Linked DNA regions of Mus musculus: region 1 is linked to region 2. A link is a contact called in public Hi-C data. All regions are on one chromosome and are shown on one strand. Each heading gives the region's core, a stretch centred on a gene start, on an enhancer-like site or on the middle of the called end of the contact. The rest is flanking DNA. Distances are from core to core; before and after follow the strand shown. Region 1 holds the start of Gsg1l (GSG1-like). Region 2 overlaps Gsg1l (GSG1-like).

Region 1 (5,670 bases), core at 2,111-4,610, 74 kb after region 2:
CATGAGGTCACTGAACCCCAGCCCCTCGGGTGGGGTGGGCTGCTTTCCTCTCCATCTGCAGGGTAGCAAGCAGAGGCTCTGGCCAAAGTCTCATGGTAGCAAGACGATCCATCCACCCACCATCCCACACAGGGCAAAGCGAGTCTAGAGTCAGACTATAAACCTACAGGTCCAGGGTCTCTGCTTCCACTTCTGAGCTGCCTGCAAGCTCCTACATCACTCTCAGATCACACCTCCTCCTCTCCCAGGGTCTACCCCTTTCTCTCTCTCCAATGCCACTCAGCCAGTCTTGCAGGCTCATAATGCCACAACCTTGGGCTTCCTGATACACTCCTGTCCTAGACTACACTCACACAGGGCCAAGGCTCACACATCATGTAAGCAAGCAACGGTCAGCATAAGCTCGACTTCATCACTTTGCACCCAAGACCTTGTTCCCTCTCCAGGCCTGAACCTTGCCCCCTCCCCCCAGTGCAGTCATCCCAGTTCTTCTAAATATCAAACCCAGTAAGAGATCTAATTTGCAGGAAGGGACTAGAGACCGTTTAGGGCTGCTGTTCTCTGACTGCACAAGGATGGCCATGCCTCCTCTTAGAGGGAGGAGGAGGCTCTTTAGGGTGGGGCTGGTTGACTCTGTGTCTGTCAGGATAGGCTGGAGTGTCATCTCTGGGAAAGGGGCCTTAGGAGATGCCCCCTCACAGGTACCCAGGGGTAGAGAGGCAAGAGCAGCCATGCTGAGGAGCTGGGCGGGGGTGGGGGGGAGGGGGCTGCTGATCATCCAGTGAGCCAGTGTGGATCCCGAAGCTGGAGTCCCACCAGGGTGGACCCAGCTGCACGGACAGGGGCCTAGGCCTTCCCTGGCTGCAGCAGCAGCAGCAACAGCAAGGGAGAATAGGGCAGGATTTGTTCAGGCCTTGTTGGGATGTTTTTCCCTCTTGGAGTAAAAAAAATAAAATCATCACAGAACCCAGAAGACAGGTTGTCATGGCAACAAAAGTTTGAGGCCAGGTACATCCTGACACCCTTTGGAGCTCAGTGGTGAAGGCAAGATCTGGGGGGCTGTGCACAGCAGAGAGGGAAACCCATCTAAATGGCCTTAGACCTCCCAAATTTCTCATCCGCAACTGTTTGACAAGCTCAGGGGAAGGCGATTGTGATTTTCTGGGAGGACCAAGCTGTAGCCAAGGAAAACCAGGGAAAGCAGCGCTTGGTTTTTATCCACCCAGCAGATCACACAGGAGCATCGTGACGAATGGGGCCGGGGGATGAAGGTCTCACATTGACCATAAGTGATCCTGTCTCAGGTCCCCAAACTGCATGGGTCCCCTTCTCCATCAGTCCTCTGGTTGTTCTCCAGCCACCAAGAAGACAATCCAAGCTCCCTCATCAAACTCCCCTGAGCCTAATCTGAAAAATGGGTCTTCCACAAGTGGCTGCCTGGCCCAGAGGCTAGGATGTAACAAGATTCCACAGGTGACAACTTTAGCCTGGCCTGGTGCTCAAAATGCACTGAAGCTCTCTAACATTGCTTTCAACACGTTTCTGTTAACATTAAAACAAAAACAAAAACAAAAACAAAAACAAAAACAAAAACAAAAACAAAAACAAAAAAAAACATAGCAGTCAAGCTTGGACATAAAGCTTGGGATGCTTGCTCAAAGCACGGAGCCAGGGATGGCTACAGAGCTTATGGGCAGCCGCCTTCAGACAGCTTTTGGGACAGCCAGCAGGCTCCGATGAGAGCCCAGGCACACTACAAAGGCAGGGCAGGTTGCCTCAAGCTGCCAGGGACAAGGCCCATCCAGGCACTGTAGGGTGGCATGTCCCCCAGGGCAGGGCCTCCCAGATCTCAGGAACTGCTGCCTGCAGTTGGAGGAGGACCCATGGTCATCCCTTCTCATTCTTTGGGCTGTCGTGTATGAAGGTCTATGGAGACCTGAGCCTGGAGGGGGCACATGTCTACCGTGCTCCGTGGCTGCTGTGGTGTGGGAGGATCAGGCTTGTGGAAGCAAGAAGTTTTAGACAGGAGGCTTTTAGACTATGCTGAGTGTGAGGAAGATACAGCTACATAAAGGGGGAGACGGCGCTTCCAAAGGGATCCTGCCAGAACAGTGGCTTACTACCCGAAAGCTGTGGGTTGAATCCATAGCCAGTACCACCCACCATATGGCACAGTCCCCTATCAGGCAGAGGTCCCCTGAGTGCTCCAGACTTGCTATCTTTTGGGGGTATTCACTTCAGCCCCATATGTCTGGGTGAGGGGACAGAAGTGTCGGTCTACTTTCTGAAAAGCCTGCCCCCTCCCCAGTTCTGAAAGAGACTTGTGCTAAGCCAGGATCCCTCAGCTCCAGTGCCTAAGTTGCCTGTTTTCCCGCCTGCCTCCCTTCTCTCCCTCCCTCCCACACCATCCACTCCCGCATCCACTCCTGGGAGGGCTCCAGGATACCCCGGCTAGTGGAAGGACATAAGGGTGCTCATCAGACTCCTCTATCCCCTGCTTTCTCCAGCCCTATCGTAGACGTTTAGCGCAGCTTGAGAGTAGCAGAACCGTTGGGTTCCTGGCCCCGGAGATCTGCGGTGGGAAGGGTTGCCTACAGCAAAGGTCCCCGGCCCCCACTATCACCTCCCGAGCTGAGACGGGCGGATGGGAGCAAGGAGGGGTACACGGGGAAATGACTTCAGGCCGAAGAGGGACCGCACGCACTGGAACTCGCAGCCAGGGTGCGCGCGCGGGGGACCGGGACGCGCCACCTCCCCGGTCCGGGACCAGCGGGCGCGCGTCCCCGGGGAGCCCCGCGCCAGCACTCACCCGGGCCACCGAGCTCTTCCTCACACGAGTACCAGATGCCAGTGTGGAAACGGCGCAGCTGGAAGCGCTCGTCGCCCGCCTCCCAGCTGTAGGGCGCGCCGGCCGGGCTCGCGGCGACGGGGGCGGCTGTGCTGTTGGCCGTGGCGTTGGCGCCCGAGTTGGGGCAGTTGGCGCCGCCGCCCTGGCCGCAGCCAGGCTTGGGCACCCGTTGCGTGCCCTGGCACCAGTACGTGGTGAGGAAGGCGGTGGTGGCGAAGAGCAGCGCCAGCAGGTTCAAGGCCACGGCCAGGAGCGCTCGGCCGCGGCGGCTCGTCTTCATGCCGCCCGCGCCGCCCGCAGCTCCGCGCGAAGTTGGCAGCGGTGCCCGCGTCAGCGCCCGCCCCGGGGCTCAGGTGCCTGCGGTCGGCGACGGTGTTCGCGGCGCAGGCCCATGGCCCACGGCGGGGACGCGGGGCGACGAGGACGCGGGGCGACTGGGGCCGCAGAGTGGAGCCGACCAGCGCGCCCGGAGCCCGGAGCGCGAGTGCGCTTCGGCGAGCAGCCGCGGGCGCCTGGCAGCGGCCACGGCGCAGGGACGCGCGCCCCTCCGTGGGGAGACACCTGCAGGCGGCCGGCGACACTGTTCAGCGCCCGCCCGCGCGCGGAGAGGGGGCGCGCCACGCTGGGCGCGGGCGGGGGACAGATCCGCGCGGGAGTGGAGAGGGACAAGTGAGAGATCCCAGGCAAGACGCTCCCAAAGGAGCCTCACTCAAGGCAGGAGAAGACCTCTCACCCAGACCCACACAGCCCTGCCAGATAAGTGACAAGGCAGCTTCTGTGGGTCTTTAGACTGTCAGGGGCCTCTGCAAAGGCTGCAAGACCCATCTGGAGCTTAGGAAGGGATGGGGATGCAGAGCCTCAGCGTTTGAAAGGCTTGTCCCTGCTCACCCTTGCTATCTGAGACCAATTCCTATCCACAGGCTCTCTGTCACCACACAGGAGGGCAGAGAGCTTGCAAAGAGGCAGCCTGCACAAGGAAGCGAGCATAGGATGTGACAAACAGGGCTTCTCCACCCAGGCTATCCACACCAGAGACCCAGAACATGACTCAAGAGGCCACAAAAAGAACAGCAAGTCGTGGTCGCCAAAAGGTGGTGTCCTGCAGGTCTGCGAATGCTGAATGCTTAAGACTGGCCGGGCAGGGTTGGTTAACCATCCTGACTTTGCAGTCAGTTAAATCCAGGACTCGACCAGCTGTGTGACTTTGAACAAGACACTTGCTCTCTCTGACCCTCGATTTCTGTATCTATAAAAAGGAAAGAATGTGTTCCAGAGCCAGAGGTGGGGAAGGCATCTGGCACACAGTAGGCACTCAGTAAATGCTGACACTATTAGGAATATCTGGGCCAAGGAGTTGACGAAACTCAGACCTTTTTAGCATCTCTTTCTCAAACTAGGATTGCTCATCTGTGAGCACCCCCAACCCCACCTCTGCTCTAAGATGAAGCTACACCCTTCACTCTTCCCACTGCATGGGGCACAGTGCCTGGATGCCCAGGGTGTGCAACCATTAATTGCACATTGATTGCAGGAGCTAATTTGAATTCTGCCCAAGCCAAGAATGACTCCAGCCACCCCCAGCTTGCCGAGTGGCAGGCTTTGCAGAATTCAAGGTTAACAGATTACGAATTGCCTTACTCCTGTGGGTGAGCCCCACTCACTGCCAGCTGCTGCCACTCTGCCTGGGGGCAGGAGAGACTAAAGCAATGCTGGTGTGAGGACAGCCAGGGGAGCCCTGCACTTGCTTATCAGAGCTTCTTTCTGGCCCCAAACAAGGAGTTTCTAACTATTTTCAGGAGAACTTCTGGATTGCAATGGTGCATTCGAGTATTGGTTAATGTGAATGAACGACCACAAGGAATCTGCTGCCCTCAACAGGCATGCAATATGTATCATCTGAGCCTGTCCACGTTTAAATGCAGCCCTGGGGTGTGCACTGACGTGACACTTCCTTGGCCTTGAGACTCAGTTAGTATTCATGTGGCAAGGCACGTTTCTTTCAAGCTGGGAACCCTGTTCTGGGGCGGGAAGCGGGGAGGAGTTCAAAGCAAGGAGAGCCCAGAGGAAAAGTCTCAGGGACTACTCTTCTTAAGTAACACCCAGAGGAAGCAGAGACCCGCTGTGATATCCTGTCAGGGGTACCCAACCACCTGCTCACTGAGCAGCCACTGTATGCTCAGCTCAGGAAAGAAGAGAGAACATGAGTGACATTAATAAGACCAGCACAGGCTGCCTGTGCAGGGGTGAAGGGCAGGGAGGGGTAGATGTGGGCGGAGCTTGGAGGAAGGTGTCATAGGAAGGTGCATTGGAGCAAAGCCGGGAGACACCAGGAGGCTCTCTGCCAGGGAAAGAAAGTTCCTAGCAGGGGAACCAATGGCCAATGCAAAAACCTGACACCCTGGCGGGTTGGGGGTTGGAGGGAGGGAGCACAGCCTGAACAAGGGACAGCAAGGGAACAGCAGAGGACAGATCACAGAGGTCTGAGTCATGTGGGGCCTGCAGAGGGTCTGGGCAGAGTCCAATGATCTGGAGAAGACCCACTCCAGCTGCTAAGTGAATAAAGATGGCTGCTGATCAGCTAGGGGTAGGTAAGTGACACCAGGGGTTCAGGCAGGATCATCCAAAGGCCAAGAAAGCTCTGGGTTGTTTCTGTTTGCTTGCTTGCTCTAGGCAATGAAACCCAGGGTTGGATGGGACCCAGGGTCATGTCTGCTAGGCAAGTGCTGTACCACAGAGCCGCAACCAGTCCCTCCTGGGGTGATTTGAAAGGCAGACCCAGCATGATTTGTTTAAGGCAAAATGGAACACGGAATGTAAGGAGG
Region 2 (6,473 bases), core at 385-2,884:
AAAGGGCCTCCTCAGCTTGCCAGCTGCTACTGTGACACTAAGCAAGAGCTCCCTGTGCAAGGGGGCAGTGGGAAAGTGGCTTCTGAGAGCCTAGCAGGGACATTCCCAGCCTGGAGGTAGTGATTTATGATACCCTGTCAAGCTCTCTGCACAAGTTTCCCACGTCTCTGAATTGTGCTATTTTCTCCAATTTTGAAAAGGTTTAAACAAATAAATAATAGCTCAGCAAAATGTATTCTATCCATACCAAAAAAAAAAAATTTTAAGCTGGTTTCATAAGAGCGAGCCAGAGGGTTGGTACAGTCCACAGAGGTTCACTGTATATTTCAGAGCATCTGAAGTAACTGCTGGAGGAGCTGAGAATGCTAATTACCCAATTTGATAATTACACGTTACAGCCACACGCCAAAGTCTGATGCCCCGTAAATAAGTACAAATATTGTGTCAATTTTAAAAGCTCATTATTTGGTGATCAAAAGAAATGAATTAGGGGGCTGGCGAGGTGGATAAGTGGTAAAGTGACTGCGGCACCAACAGAAAGGCCTGAGAGCAACTCCAGCACCCGCTCAAAGAGCCTGGCTTGGTGGCACACACCGGTGACCCCAGGGGGGACGATAAGAGGTCCTTGCAGCTCAGCTAGGCTACTGAATCCAATCCAGAAAACCCAGGTTCGATGACCCTGTCTCCAAAAGAAAGAAGATTTAAAAAAAAAACTGTGAAAACACACGTGCATATGTACACATCTGCCTGTCACACACATGTGCACCATGCATAGAGAGAGAAAGAGAGACAGAGACAGAGAGAGGGGAGGGAGAGGGAGGAGAAGGAGAGGGTGGGAGGAGAGAGAGAGGTGGAGGGGGAGAGGGGGAGAGGGAGGGAGGATGGGAGAGAGAGAGTGAGAGAGAGAGTGAGAGAGAGAGAGAGAGAGAGAGAGAGAGAGAGAGAGAGAGAGAGGATAACTCTTGAAAAACCCCTTAGAAGTGAACGCAACCACAGAGGCCACAATTCTACAATGACTGCTGTCTAGTTTGGGGGCCAACTGAGGAGGGACAGGTGCTGAGTGACAAAGATGCACTACACCAGGTGGCAGTGGGCACACAGCTCTGAACCTATTGCTAAAGTGGACACTTTCCATGGGCCAATTCCCCAGGAGGACAACAAAATTGCAGTAAAACTATCATCACAGTGACTTAAAACAGGCTGGGGTGTGACTAGACATGAGCGCGTTGGCTTGGCAAGCTCAAGGCTCCTCTGTCCCCAGCGCCACAAACAATAGAAGCTAGTGAGAGGATTGGACAGCCTCCACTCAAATCCACAAACAGGGGGTAGACAAGGGTCAGAGGCTACCAGGCAGAAGCAGCCCAGAGAAGCCCTGCCTCCAGCCTATCACATTGGCTGCTCCAGGCAAGCAGGGCCAGGACAGCCCAGGCTGGGAAGCCAGAGGAACCTTAGTGGTATCCACTGCCACCCAGCTGGCCCCAGAGCACCAGGCTAGGTGGACTCTGGCCTCCAAGGACCTCCACTTGGAGGCTGTCTGGAGCTCAAGGTTCCAGGAACTGCAGGCACGGGTCCCTCCCTGATCCACACGGCCACAAAGCCTATTGGGCATCTATGCCACATTCAAGCATTGCAATGCCTCTGGGGAACCCGGCAGATGGTTGCCGATGACAAGGCTGTGGGAGGCAGCAGATGGGATGCAGCAAGAGCAGGGGGGCTTTGGATTCCCTCAGCTGCTCCAACACGTGGACCCTGACAGCTGTCCGCTTCAAGGCAGGGGCCTCCCAGGCTGTGGGAACACACAGCGAGCAACCCAAAGAATGTCTAGAGCCCAAGAAGCAAACAAGGGGCCAGAACTGTAGGTGGGGTGGCATTTCCAACCGGGCAAAAGTGGCACAAAGCCAAATAGGACCTGCCATGATGCTGTGTGTCATTAGGCTCCCCGATCAACCTCTCTGAGTCAACTGTCTTACAGCTCTGACATACACCAGAGCTAAGTTATGACGTCAGAGAGCTAGGGTGGGGGAGGGGGGATGAAAGGAAGGCTGTGGAAGTGCCTGGGGTGTATGGGACTCTTGCCACCCTCAGTGGAGTAGCTGAATATTAGTTGAATAGACAGAAACACAAGTTAGCTCATGACTGGAGGGGGGAGGCTAGGGGGGAAGGGCAGGGGGAGGGGGAACTGATGAGCAGGGGAATAGAACGAAATATTCAACCAGATATTTGTTGACCTACTCTTGCATGGATCATCTCATTTTGGGTCTCAGAACCCCACAAGCTGTGATGTGACCCTCGCCTTACAGAAGGGACATTGAGCCATAATTGGTGGGTAGCTTGTCTGGTGCTCTGCGGACACTGAGGCACAGCCGGAATGTGAACCCAGACCCCATGCTCTTTAGCATGGTCCTCGGATGCTGCGGAATTAAACCCCAGCTCTGACACTGCGTGGCCCTGTTCTAGCTCGGTAAGCCTCAACTTCCCCGCTCGGGGAAACAAGAGAAACCAAAACACCTCTGCGGGCTCTGATGAGGCGTCAATAGAATCGCATGCCTGCAGGGGACTGGCATGCAGACGGTGCCCATTCCATGTCTTCTGTGTGCCAGGGCTGAGGGAGGGCGCAGCAAGGGGGACCCCATTTCTTAGAGATTGTATACAGAAGGAAGATTTACTACACAGAGCAGGTGGCAGCCCAGAGCTCCATCAACGGCCTCAGCTCCTGGCCTGGAAAATGGCAGCTGAGACCAGACCCCCGCCTCAGCTTTCTGTTTGGTGGGACAAACTCCCAGGGGAGTCATCTGAAATGGGGAAAGGTTTACCACAGCTTACAGCTTCAGAGGTGTCATGGGATTTTTCAGAGGTGACATGAACGAATCTCTGTTCACTCCAGATAGACTTCCCAGTGAGAGACTAAAGAAAGACTCCCACCCAAATCCAGCCTGGTGAGGCAGTGAGGTTGCTGAGGTCACTTAATGAGGTAGGTAACTCACAGAAGCTTCACCCCGACAGATGCCACCCTTCAGTTGTTCCTGTTTGCACAGACTGCAGGAGCAGTCCTGAGAGCTTCGTCTTTTTGAGACGTCTCCTTGGGTTTGTGAGGTTTGCTTCCTGAGCCTGAAAGAAGTGTTTTAGCTTGGAGGACATGGCTGCGACCGGCTTCAGTCTCTTGGCTACTTGCTTTGTGCCTGTGAACGACAGAAGTGGCTTCCTTCCCGGTGGGCAGAAAGCAGAGAGGGGGGGAAGGGTCCTGGTGTCCCCTTCTGAGGCACATCCCAAACAACCTAACTTGCCCTCACCAGGCCCTGTCCCTGGAGCTCCTTCTGTCTCTGAGACGTGCCCCAAGCTTAAAGAAGAGCCTTTGGCATGTGGCCACTCGGGAGTCATCTAAGATCTCACCCTGGCGTCTTCCTTCCCTGGCAGGATGGGAACAGGAGTTGGTCCCTTTTTTGAAGCAGCAGGCAGAGCAAGGAGGAACCAATGTAAGACACAGGAGGCAGAGGACTGGGGAGTCACCAGAGCCCCTGAACTCCCACCCCTCCCCCAGCAGCCCCTCCTGGCACACCCTCACCTGGCCCTTCTTGCCCGGCTCACCTCCCTGACCCAGTTTGCCCAGAATTCTCTTCACTCTAGTAGTTCCCCCTGGAACAGGAGACATGCTGATGACAGAGAACTCCACGGCCCCTGCCAATCAAACAAGATGTCTCCTCCTCTTCCCCAGCCTGGTACAGAGACAGCCTCAACATTTCTAAGTTAGCTGTAGGGGTCAGGTGGGTCTAACATTTACTACAACAGGAGAAAGCTGGTGCATGTATGTGTGTGTAGTGTGTGTGTGTGTGTGTGTGTGTGTGTGTGTGTGTGTGTGTGTGGTATGGTAGGGTATGTGTGGGTATGGTGTTTATGTGTGTGGTATGATGTGTTTGTGTGTGTTGTGTGGTATGGTGTGGGGGGGGGTGGTATGGGAGTATGTGTGTGTGATGTGTGGTAGTGGTGGTGGTGGTGGTGGTGGTGGTGGTGGTGGTGGTGTGTGTGTGTGTGTGTGTGTGTGTGTGTGTGTGTGGTATGGTATGGGGATATGTGTGTGTGATGTGTGGTGGTGGTGGTGGTGGTGGTGTGTGTGTGTGTGTGTGTGTGTGTGTGTGTGGTATGGTATGGGAAAGAAAGGTTTATCTTGGCCCATGTTTTGTTGGAAGTCCATCATGGTGAGAAAGGCAGTGATGGAAGTGGGAGACAGGATGGGTAGGACAGTGAGATAGGTGGGAGGAGGGGGAAGCAAGTGATTAAGAAGGCAACTAGTGGGAAGAGGGAGGCAGGAGGGGGAGAGGGAGCTAGGTAGGAGTGGAATGCAGGGTTCAGAGTTGAAAGTAGCCTGTCACATTTCATCTTTTGTCAGGACATAGGGAGATTAAAAAGTGTTCCTCTCATTTTCCACCTTAGCTGGGCCAACATTTGGAGCTATTTCAATCTGGGTGACTTTGATCCATTTTTTTTTTTTTAGCTTCTCTCAAACTCCCCAAAACAACCAACATTTTGTCTCTGAAGTGATTTCAAGCCCAGTGAATGGGAGAGAAATTATTATTGAGCTTTTCGGATTATGGTTGACATAGTCAGCTAGCTGCGTTTGAGGCTAGCCTGAGCTGTATAATGAATGGGACCCTGCCTCAAAAAAAAAAAAGAGAGAAAAATGATCCATATTGAACACAGATTGGCTTTTTCATATTATTGCCTTAACAAGGCAGACCAGCAGCTATTTCTATATCATTTACATAGTATCTGCATTTCATTTGCATTGCACCTGGTAGTATAGGCTATCTGCAACATAGTATGTACTACACAGGCACTATGAAAGAGTACATAGTACCAAGCACATGGCAGATGCTGGACACAAATATAGTATCATTTATGTAAACGATGGGACAGGTGCAGATTTGGGGAGGAAGTGAGGTCATGAGACGTGTGGCCTGGAGGGGGCTTTGGGAGCATGGTCCATCTTTCCCTCTGTGTATGCTCTGTCAGTTAACCCTGACAGAAGTGTTGCCTGCAAAGGCTCAAAACGGCAGGGTCAAGAATCGGGGAATTGAGCCTTCCACACTAAATGCTGATATAAACCCTGCCTCTTTGTAGTTATGTCAAGTATTTGTTACAATGTCAGTGAACTAACACACGGGCTAAGATCTGGTTACAAGTGTCAGCACATCCCACGCTCAGCACTGAGCTGCAGGGTAGACTTGCAGGCAAAAGTTCTCTTTAACTAAAGCTATGGATTCTGGTGCAGGATGCACACTACCCAATCCTGTGCCAAGCCTGTAGACCCCAGAGCCGCACGGCGATTTCTCAGCAGAGTGTGCTGAGCCCACAGAGCCACTTAGAAATTTAAATCACCACTGTTTCTGCTCAACAGGCTTCTCAGCACAGAGAAAGTATTTCCAATTATAGAACATGAAAGCCGGTCACTGGTCAGGGTTAATACAACCCTGTGCGAGAGAACGAGCAGGCAAAGCTACCCAGATCCCTAATTACCTGGAAAGGTAATCCTGTGTAATTGGAATTGGAGCAGCTAAAGTAATCATTAGATGTTGTGATCTGAGAGTCGTCCTCCCCCCAGGCTGAGGGGCTTCACACTAGTCCATAATTAGAGATGCTGAACTCCAGGAAAGAAAGGCAGGATCAGAGAGGGCCAGGGTGTGGGGGTTCAGGCTGGTGGCCCTGAGGCTCAGCAGCTGGAAGAGTGGTGGGGTGCGCAGGACACTGATCCAAAGTCCTCAACAATAGGGAGGGAGACAGCACTGACCACAGACTAATGTGTAACCTTGAACAAGCACGAATGCCTCTCTGAGTCTTTCTTCCTTCCATTGTTCAGCTCTTCACCAGGGTCTCCTGCGAACCTGCCACCGTCTCCATACTAACAACACAGTCTGTGTTCACAGGCCATTCATCCCACAGAGCTATTTTTTCCTGCTGCCCTAAGGTCAGACAAGAAACCACTTCTTCTAGACCCTTCCTGCATCAGCCACCCCTCCCTCACTTATGCTCCTGAAGGTCTCTGCCCACAGACTGTGGCTCTGACACTTTGTTCCCTCTAGCTCAGTGGTTCTCAGCCTTCCTAATGAAGCCTTCCTTTGATACAGGTCCTCATGTTGTGGTGACCTCCAGCCATAAAGTTATTTTTGTTCTCATGTTGTGGTGGCCTCCAACCATAAAGTTATTTTTGTTGCTACTTCATAGCTATAATTTTACTACTGTTATGAATTGTAATGTAAATATCTGGTATACAGATGGTCTTAGGCCACCCCTGTCAAAGGGTTGTTTGACCCCCACCCCCACCAAAGGCATCGTGACCCTCGGGTTGAGAATTGCTGCTCCAGACGGTGGGCTGCTAGAAACATGGCTGGGGAATTCTCCTCAATACTCAGCTCCACACAGAGGGGCAATTGCAGGACCAGGTTAGGTGACACAGGATGGGACAGGCTGCTCCTGAGCAA

Evidence for each region. A called contact is a pair of places that touch in the nucleus more often than the background predicts.
Region 1: a contact with region 2 is called in a Hi-C map of cerebral cortex, with 3 times the contacts expected there. The contact joins the promoter of Gsg1l here to the enhancer-like site in region 2. A contact is called at or near these places in 3 of 39 promoter capture datasets (the 3T3-L1 cell line, hippocampal neurons and second pharyngeal arch cranial neural crest), 5 of 484 Hi-C or Micro-C datasets (the G1E-ER4 cell line, cerebral cortex, forebrain and 1 more) and 3 of 115 datasets of contacts at active chromatin or transcription factors (embryonic forebrain, forebrain and stem cell-derived neural progenitor cells).

Annotation. Positions count from the first base shown.
Region 1 is chr7:126,079,051-126,084,720 of GRCm38.p6, forward strand. It overlaps Gsg1l (GSG1-like), which reads right to left and starts at 3,361. Exons shown (of 7, transcript NM_001101488.1): 1 at 2,810-3,361. The coding sequence starts at 3,128.
Region 2 is chr7:126,007,272-126,013,744 of GRCm38.p6, forward strand. The region is part of intron 2 of Gsg1l (GSG1-like); the gene reads right to left. Among named protein-coding and RNA genes, the nearest start is that of Gm51456, 58 kb to the left of the region's middle. Within about 2 kb of position 1,635, at least 33 of the 459 cell types and tissues checked have an H3K27ac peak or open chromatin away from gene starts, as enhancers often do. A contact at or near this core is called in cerebral cortex, forebrain and hippocampal neurons, where this site is marked.